2 separate regions of the Anas platyrhynchos genome follow, and region 1 is linked to region 2. A link is a contact called in public Hi-C data. All regions are on one chromosome and are shown on one strand. Each heading gives the region's core, a stretch centred on a gene start, on an enhancer-like site or on the middle of the called end of the contact. The rest is flanking DNA. Distances are from core to core; before and after follow the strand shown. Region 1 overlaps NFATC2 (nuclear factor of activated T cells 2). Region 2 overlaps NFATC2 (nuclear factor of activated T cells 2).

Region 1 (3,107 bases), core at 452-2,951, 64 kb before region 2:
GAATGCAGTTGCTCTGGTGATCTGTTATTCCCTAATTTCATGCTAATTGGCAAGGTCACATTTGGCTGACTGAATGGCTTTGAAGTTGCTGCCTTGTTTAACAAACAGCACAGGGTGGGCCGCTGCAAACCCATGTGTGCACGCACTGGTGTGCGTCAGGCCAGACTGGGGAAATCTCCTGGGCCCAGCAGGCCTCAGTACAGGTTTTCCTCTTTCAGAGGTGTGTGAAAAGTTAAATCCTTTGAAACTTAAATCCATTGATCTTTTTCACCTGTGTTTTAGCTCTTCGTGGTAATTGCTTCCAATGTGAGCACCTGGGGAGGTGGCCCAGCCACCAGATGGTTAGTTGAGCTGCCTGCAGCATTCGTGTATCTATAGGAGCTGGTGTGCTGTTTATTTGTAACATGGTAGTGTACAGAGTTCTGCTTCCATTTCCTATTGTGAGAAGAGGAAAGATCATCTTGTGAACTTTTAACTGAATAAAGACTGAGGAACAAAGCGGGAAATAAAGAGCTGTCAGCTTGGATGCGATCCCTCCCGCAGGGCTTGGAGGTAGGCCTTTGCTAGCCGTGAGGCTTGGGTACCAGGGGGGAGTGGTGAAGTCAGTCTGCTGACAGTCTGCACTGACGCTGACTGAGGATGTGGGGAGGCACCGGTGCTGTTTGGATGTGAAGTTCTCTTTCTTTTAACTCCCTTTCAAGCGAGAAGGATATTTTGTTAGTGAATCAGAGGATGAGTCAGCAGTGAAAGCTAAGGCTGAGAGACTGAGCAATGCCCAAGTGAAGGGAGGTGGGGAAGCCCTGTGGTGACAGGGGCAGAAAGAGGGGTGTCAGGGGAGCTGTGTTGCTCTGGGTCGCTCCCTGAGATGTCTGTCCTGCTGTGGTCAGAAAAAGCAGTTGAGAGGGCAGTCCTTCACAAGAAGAGCTCTGTCTGTGTGCTGGGATGCAGGAATAGATGAATCCTTGAAGGTGGCACAACACTGGGAGCAAAGCTGTGCTGCCAGGAGTTCCACACAGGTTGCAAAGATACTTCAGTTCTTGTAGAACACATGTGCTAGGTCTGTTGATCATAATGGTCTCATTGTATGGGGATGCAATGGCCCCTCGCCTCCTCAGGGTGCCCTCTCTGCAGGGGGCTCTCCTCTACTCCTGCCACCCCAACCAAGCTCATGGGGGCAGCTTTTCCTCCCCATGTTGAGGAGAAGCACCCATGGGATATGCTGCCATCCATGGGGCCACGCGTGGGGCTGCTCCACATTCAGGCTGGTGCCTGTGAATGCAGAGGGAAAGCAGGAGGGGAACAACCTTTCCCTGACCCCTGCCTCCTGTCTCCTGATGTTGTTTGGGAAAACAAACTCCCGTGGCGCTTGCATGGAGAAGTGGGATGTTGGCTTGCGTCCTCCCCTTCCCTGAGTGGATCCTGGGCACATCAGCAGCGAGCTGAGCAGCCAGTCCTGCTCCTGCTGAAGCATGAGCCAAAACTGCTGCTGCTGTCAGTGGAAGAGCCATTTATTTCAGGAACGCAGCACTCGCTGCTTCACCCAAGTGCCCCTTCTCCCTCCCCCGTGAAGTCAGAGTGTTGCCCCGTAGCATCACAGGCGTTTCTGCAGCAACAGACTGTGACGCCACAGGCGTGGGCAACAGCGCCTGGGACAGTGATTTCATTGTAGCTCTGAAGCTACGCAGGCTCGGGAGATCTCCCAAAAAAACCCTCAATCCCCAGGTCCTGCCGAAGCCAGGCCGATGCGTCAGGGCCCGGCAGTGTCTCCAGACCGCATGGAGCCGCCCCCACCCCGAGCCCAGGGGCTCCCTGACCTGACGCGGGCCGAGCCGCACTCGTCTGCAGCGCTGCCCACGTCTCAGCACTGCTGCCCGCTTTATCGATAATTCAACGTGTGTGTGTGTTTAGTGGGGGGGAAGCTAAATATTTTTGTTCTGAGGAAGGCTGTGGGTGTTGTCTGCTTGGCAAAGGGTGCCTGCCTGGCTCGCTCCCGGCTAGCGAGGGGTGAGCAATCCCGGCTTGCGTGGCCTGTGAAGCGCTTTGGAGTGCTCTGGGAAGAATGCTGCATGAAGGCACGGTCGTGTTGCAGCTTGCTGTTGTGCCGAAATATTGTCATTAATATCTGGAGCACGGATCCGCTTGGAGGGTGGATAGCCAGGATGAAAGTGCTTGTATTGAAAGTGCTTAATAACACAGTATTTCAGGGAAAAGGAAAGAAAAATAATATAAATAATTGAAAGCCTGTTTTTAATGAGCAAAATGCGGGGCATATGTGTTTGTTATTCACAAAACCTTAAAAATTACACATGCACATATAAATATCTTGTTGCTGTCCCCCTGTCCCCTCAACACAAATCTGAACATGCTGGCTTCATTGCGTGACATATGTTGTGAGGAGCTGTTATTCTTTCCCTCTTGTATGTGTACCTGGCCGCTAATGGCACAGATAGTAGGGTTTAACGTGTGCGGTGGGGGCAGCTATTACAGCAGTCTGTTGAATGGGGAACTGAAACAGCCGCCTGTTCCTTGATGTGAAGCTGTTCAGCCTGGAGAGCTTTTATGCGATTACTGATCGCTGTGTGAATCCTGTCTCGACTCTTGATGTCAATCTTTGCTCTGTTTGGTGCTGATTTTGCTCGCTTGCATCAATTTGAATCTGAATGATTCTTCTGAAAGCAGTGGGAGTGATGTTTTGTGCGACTGCGAGGAGGCGTGTTGCTCTGTTGAGCCCTAAGGAGGGATGAGTTTAATTCACAGTGAATCATAGCACCAATATCTAGGCATGATGTGACAGAATTTGAGTGATGTGAGTGGCACGTGAATTCCTGTGAATGCCAAAGCTCTGATATCTGAGATAATGGTGCTAAAAAATGTTCAGCTCAAAATTCAGTTACTCGTTGCTGTTTTCCCTATTCCCCAAGCAGCTATGTGCTGGGATTAAAAGCCAGAGGGAACCTTAAGGACTCTGCAAGCTGGACTCTTCCAGTGTCTCTGATCCTATCACGTAGAAATTCTGTGTGTTGGTTTGTTTGGTTGGCAGGCTGGTGTTGTCCAATAAACACTAAAGTTCAGCATTTCCTGCTAATTTTTTCTTTAAGTGGAGTTTT
Region 2 (3,060 bases), core at 453-2,952:
GTAAGCGGTTGCCAACCTAGGAAGTTGTCTGTATGGCTTTGAGGAGTCTCACGGTTCAAGTCCTTGGATATGAAGTAATTGTAAATGGTACAAAATGATGCTTGCAGAAGGCTGGAAACAGTGTGAACGTGAGCACTGACCTCTCAGGGCAGGTCTGGGGAGCAAACTGGCTTGGTGAAATCAGAGGACCGAGGCAAATCAGAGCAGAACTTGTAGTTATTTAATTACATTCGGGTTCGTGCATCTCTTCTCTTTAAAATCATTCCAGTTTGCCTTGTGCACAAGGAAATGCACACATGTGTTTGCTCTGAATGGGGTGCTGTCTTCTTCCTTGGAAAGCACACCAGGGTCAGGGTACTGATTACCAGCAGACAAACCCTGGGGGTAGATTTTTGGCTAGGTGGGCTGCTTGGACACCTCTCCTAAGGTCTTCCTGCAGCCTCATGTCATCAAATAGCTTCTACAGACATCTTCTTTTAAAAAACACTGTGGATTTTAATACACTTTTTCTTCCAGATATTTTTATAGGTTACTAATAAAATAAAAAGCCCACAAAATGATTGTTATGTCAGTTTTCAAAATTACTATCTATGAGGCTTTGTTTTACGCTTGATGACATTTCATAGCTCTTCCCAGCTTCCAGACTAGTGCAAGCTTCAGATCAAAATTAAGACTTACCCAAAATTCAGGCGGTTCTGCTTAATGGTCTTGGGGTAGATGTAGCTTTTAGCGCTCCTCCAGCCTATTCTGTCATGCAGAAAATCATCTCTGCTTTTCAGAAACCACTGCTGAGCGTGAGTGTCCGTGCGGGAGGGCTGGAGGGAGCCTTCCCTGCATGTGACATTCCAGCGCAGCTCTCGAGGGGCCGCGTACCCCGGCCATGCGAGCAATCTAACCCTTCATCACGGCTAGACTGTAATAGTTACAAGCATTTCAACAGACTGTGGTCAATAGAACAAGACATTCATTTCCTCCCGTGGATGCAACGAGAGATGCACGCAGTTGATGGCTGCTTTATTACAGGAAGCACGCGTTGCCACACAGCCACGCTCTGCTCGGGCTGAGCCAGGCCGAGGAGCGAGAGCAGTCAGCCAGGGCCCGGCTCTGCCCCTGCCTCTGCAGCGACGGGAGCTCCGTCACGCCGTGTGCATGGACCAAAACCTTCGAGTTTTTTTTTTTTCTTTTCGAGATGCGCACTGCCTGCAGATGCACCAGTTATCCGGGGAGTCCCTGTCCGTGGCACCTGGACAAAAATGCTCTGGCAGGCCGAGAAGTGAGAAAATGAATTTTCTTTTCTTCAGCAAACAGCGCGCGCCATCGTGCCTGGATAGATCGAATTTGTTTTGATAGCAAAACAAGTTCTATGGAAACCATTGTGAACCCTGCAGTGAGGCTGCCCAGGAGAGTTGGGGAAAGCCGCTTTTGTTTGTTGTGCTTGGCATCGTTTTGCTCTGGATGAAGATGCTTTAATTTTGTGGGGAGACCCAAGAGAGCATTCCTCTTTTTCCATACCAGAAAGCCTTCCAAGCTGGCATAAACGTCCCCTCTTTCCAGCTGCTCCTTTCCAAACACACTGTGCCTCCTAAAGATAGTCTTTACAGTGGCTGGGGCTGGTGGAAAACATGAAGCCTGCATGGATTAGCAGAGGAATTCATTTGGGCTGACGAATTGGGTTTCCCTCTATAAACAGCACTAGTGTTTTCATCTTCTGGACAGCACAGCAAACTTCACGTCCCCTCGCTCCTCGGCCCGCCTCTCCCGCGCTCTGCATGCATCCAGGCCGGCCTCGGTGCGAGACACACAAAGTCCTGCTTATGGGGGAAGGCACAGAGCACACGGCCAGCGAGGCGCTCTCGGCTGTCCCCCTTCTCAGAGAGGTTTTTTTTTCCAGCCCTTTAAAGCGATGCTGAGGTTATTTGGTTTTCTCGGTTTATTTTTGTTTCCAGGTAAAAGGGAAATTAAAGTAATCCCTTCTCCTCTGGGTTAGCGACCTTCCAAGCAGCCCACACTATATATTTATGCATTTACTGTTCAGCTTTGTTTATCTTCTGCTATGATGTGCTTATCTGCAGGAGGCAGGGATTCTCTGAAGAGGGTTGTGTCTGCTCCTTTTCCCCCGGGACTTAGGGCACGCAGAGGCTGGGCTGCAGGGGCACGGCACTGCCTGCCGGGCTGCCCTACCCCTGCCAGGGACACACAGGTACTGCTTCTCCAGCCATGTGGAAAACAAAGTTTGCTCTTTTCCCAGCATTTCTCATGTTAGTTTGTGGGATAGAGCTGAGTGTCCACCTAGCACGCCTCTGAATGCCTCTCCTGCAACAAAGGCACTTGTACAGTTTATGCTTTCTCTCGGAGCTTACTTGGTAAATCTCATCATCGGGGTTTTTAATCACCCAGCATTGTTTGCATCGTGGCTTGGGAGGGAGGGGAAAGTCGTGGAAGGGCCGATGATGCGATCAGGCTACGTTTAGCAGGGGTTGTGTTTACCTGATCAGTGCTGGATGATTTTGTCCATGTCACTGAGTGACTTAGTATGGAATAGAGCTGTGTGGCTAAAAACTGAGTACTTGGGGTTCAGCTATCAAAGGGAAGAGTTATTTCAGTGATAAAGCCTTATCCCTTAACTTTACTTAATCCCTGCATTCTCACATGTGTAACCCACACCCCATTCTAAGCTCATTCCTTGGGAGACTCTGCACACTCTCCTGCCCTTTCAAGGCACTCTGGATCCATTTGTTCTCTGGCTGTAGCAGGAGGTGTCTGCTCTGGGGTCAGGGGAAAATGAGGACATTATTGTGGGCTCAGGAGAGAGCAGGAAACTGTACTGGGCATGGGAGAAGTACTGGAAGGGACGTGTGCTGGGTGAATTCATCACCCACATTCATGTATAACCTGTCCTGCTGCTGATTCATGGCATTTTTACAGATAACATAGATTATACTCATAACAGTATGGAATTTAAGAAGAAAAAAAAAAGAAAGCAGAAAACCTGCAAGCAATGCCACAGTGTTTGAAGGTTTATCAATCTGCAGTGCATTTGTTATGCTGCATTTTGTGGTG

Evidence for each region. Hi-C and Micro-C count contacts between places; a contact is called where the count stands out from the background.
Region 1: a Hi-C map of skeletal muscle shows a contact between it and region 2, with 1.7 times the contacts expected there. The contact joins two enhancer-like sites. A contact is called at or near these places in 2 of 8 Hi-C or Micro-C datasets (liver and skeletal muscle).

What each region holds. Positions count from the first base shown.
Region 1 is chr21:10,760,540-10,763,646 of IASCAAS_PekinDuck_T2T, reverse strand. The region is part of intron 4 of NFATC2 (nuclear factor of activated T cells 2); the gene reads left to right. Among named protein-coding and RNA genes, the nearest start is that of NFATC2, 23 kb to the left of the region's middle. Within about 2 kb of position 1,701, at least 3 of the 8 cell types and tissues checked have an H3K27ac peak or open chromatin away from gene starts, as enhancers often do.
Region 2 is chr21:10,696,298-10,699,357 of IASCAAS_PekinDuck_T2T, reverse strand. All of the region lies in intron 12 of NFATC2 (nuclear factor of activated T cells 2), which reads left to right. Among named protein-coding and RNA genes, the nearest start is that of NFATC2, 87 kb to the left of the region's middle. Within about 2 kb of position 1,702, at least 1 of the 8 cell types and tissues checked has an H3K27ac peak or open chromatin away from gene starts, as enhancers often do.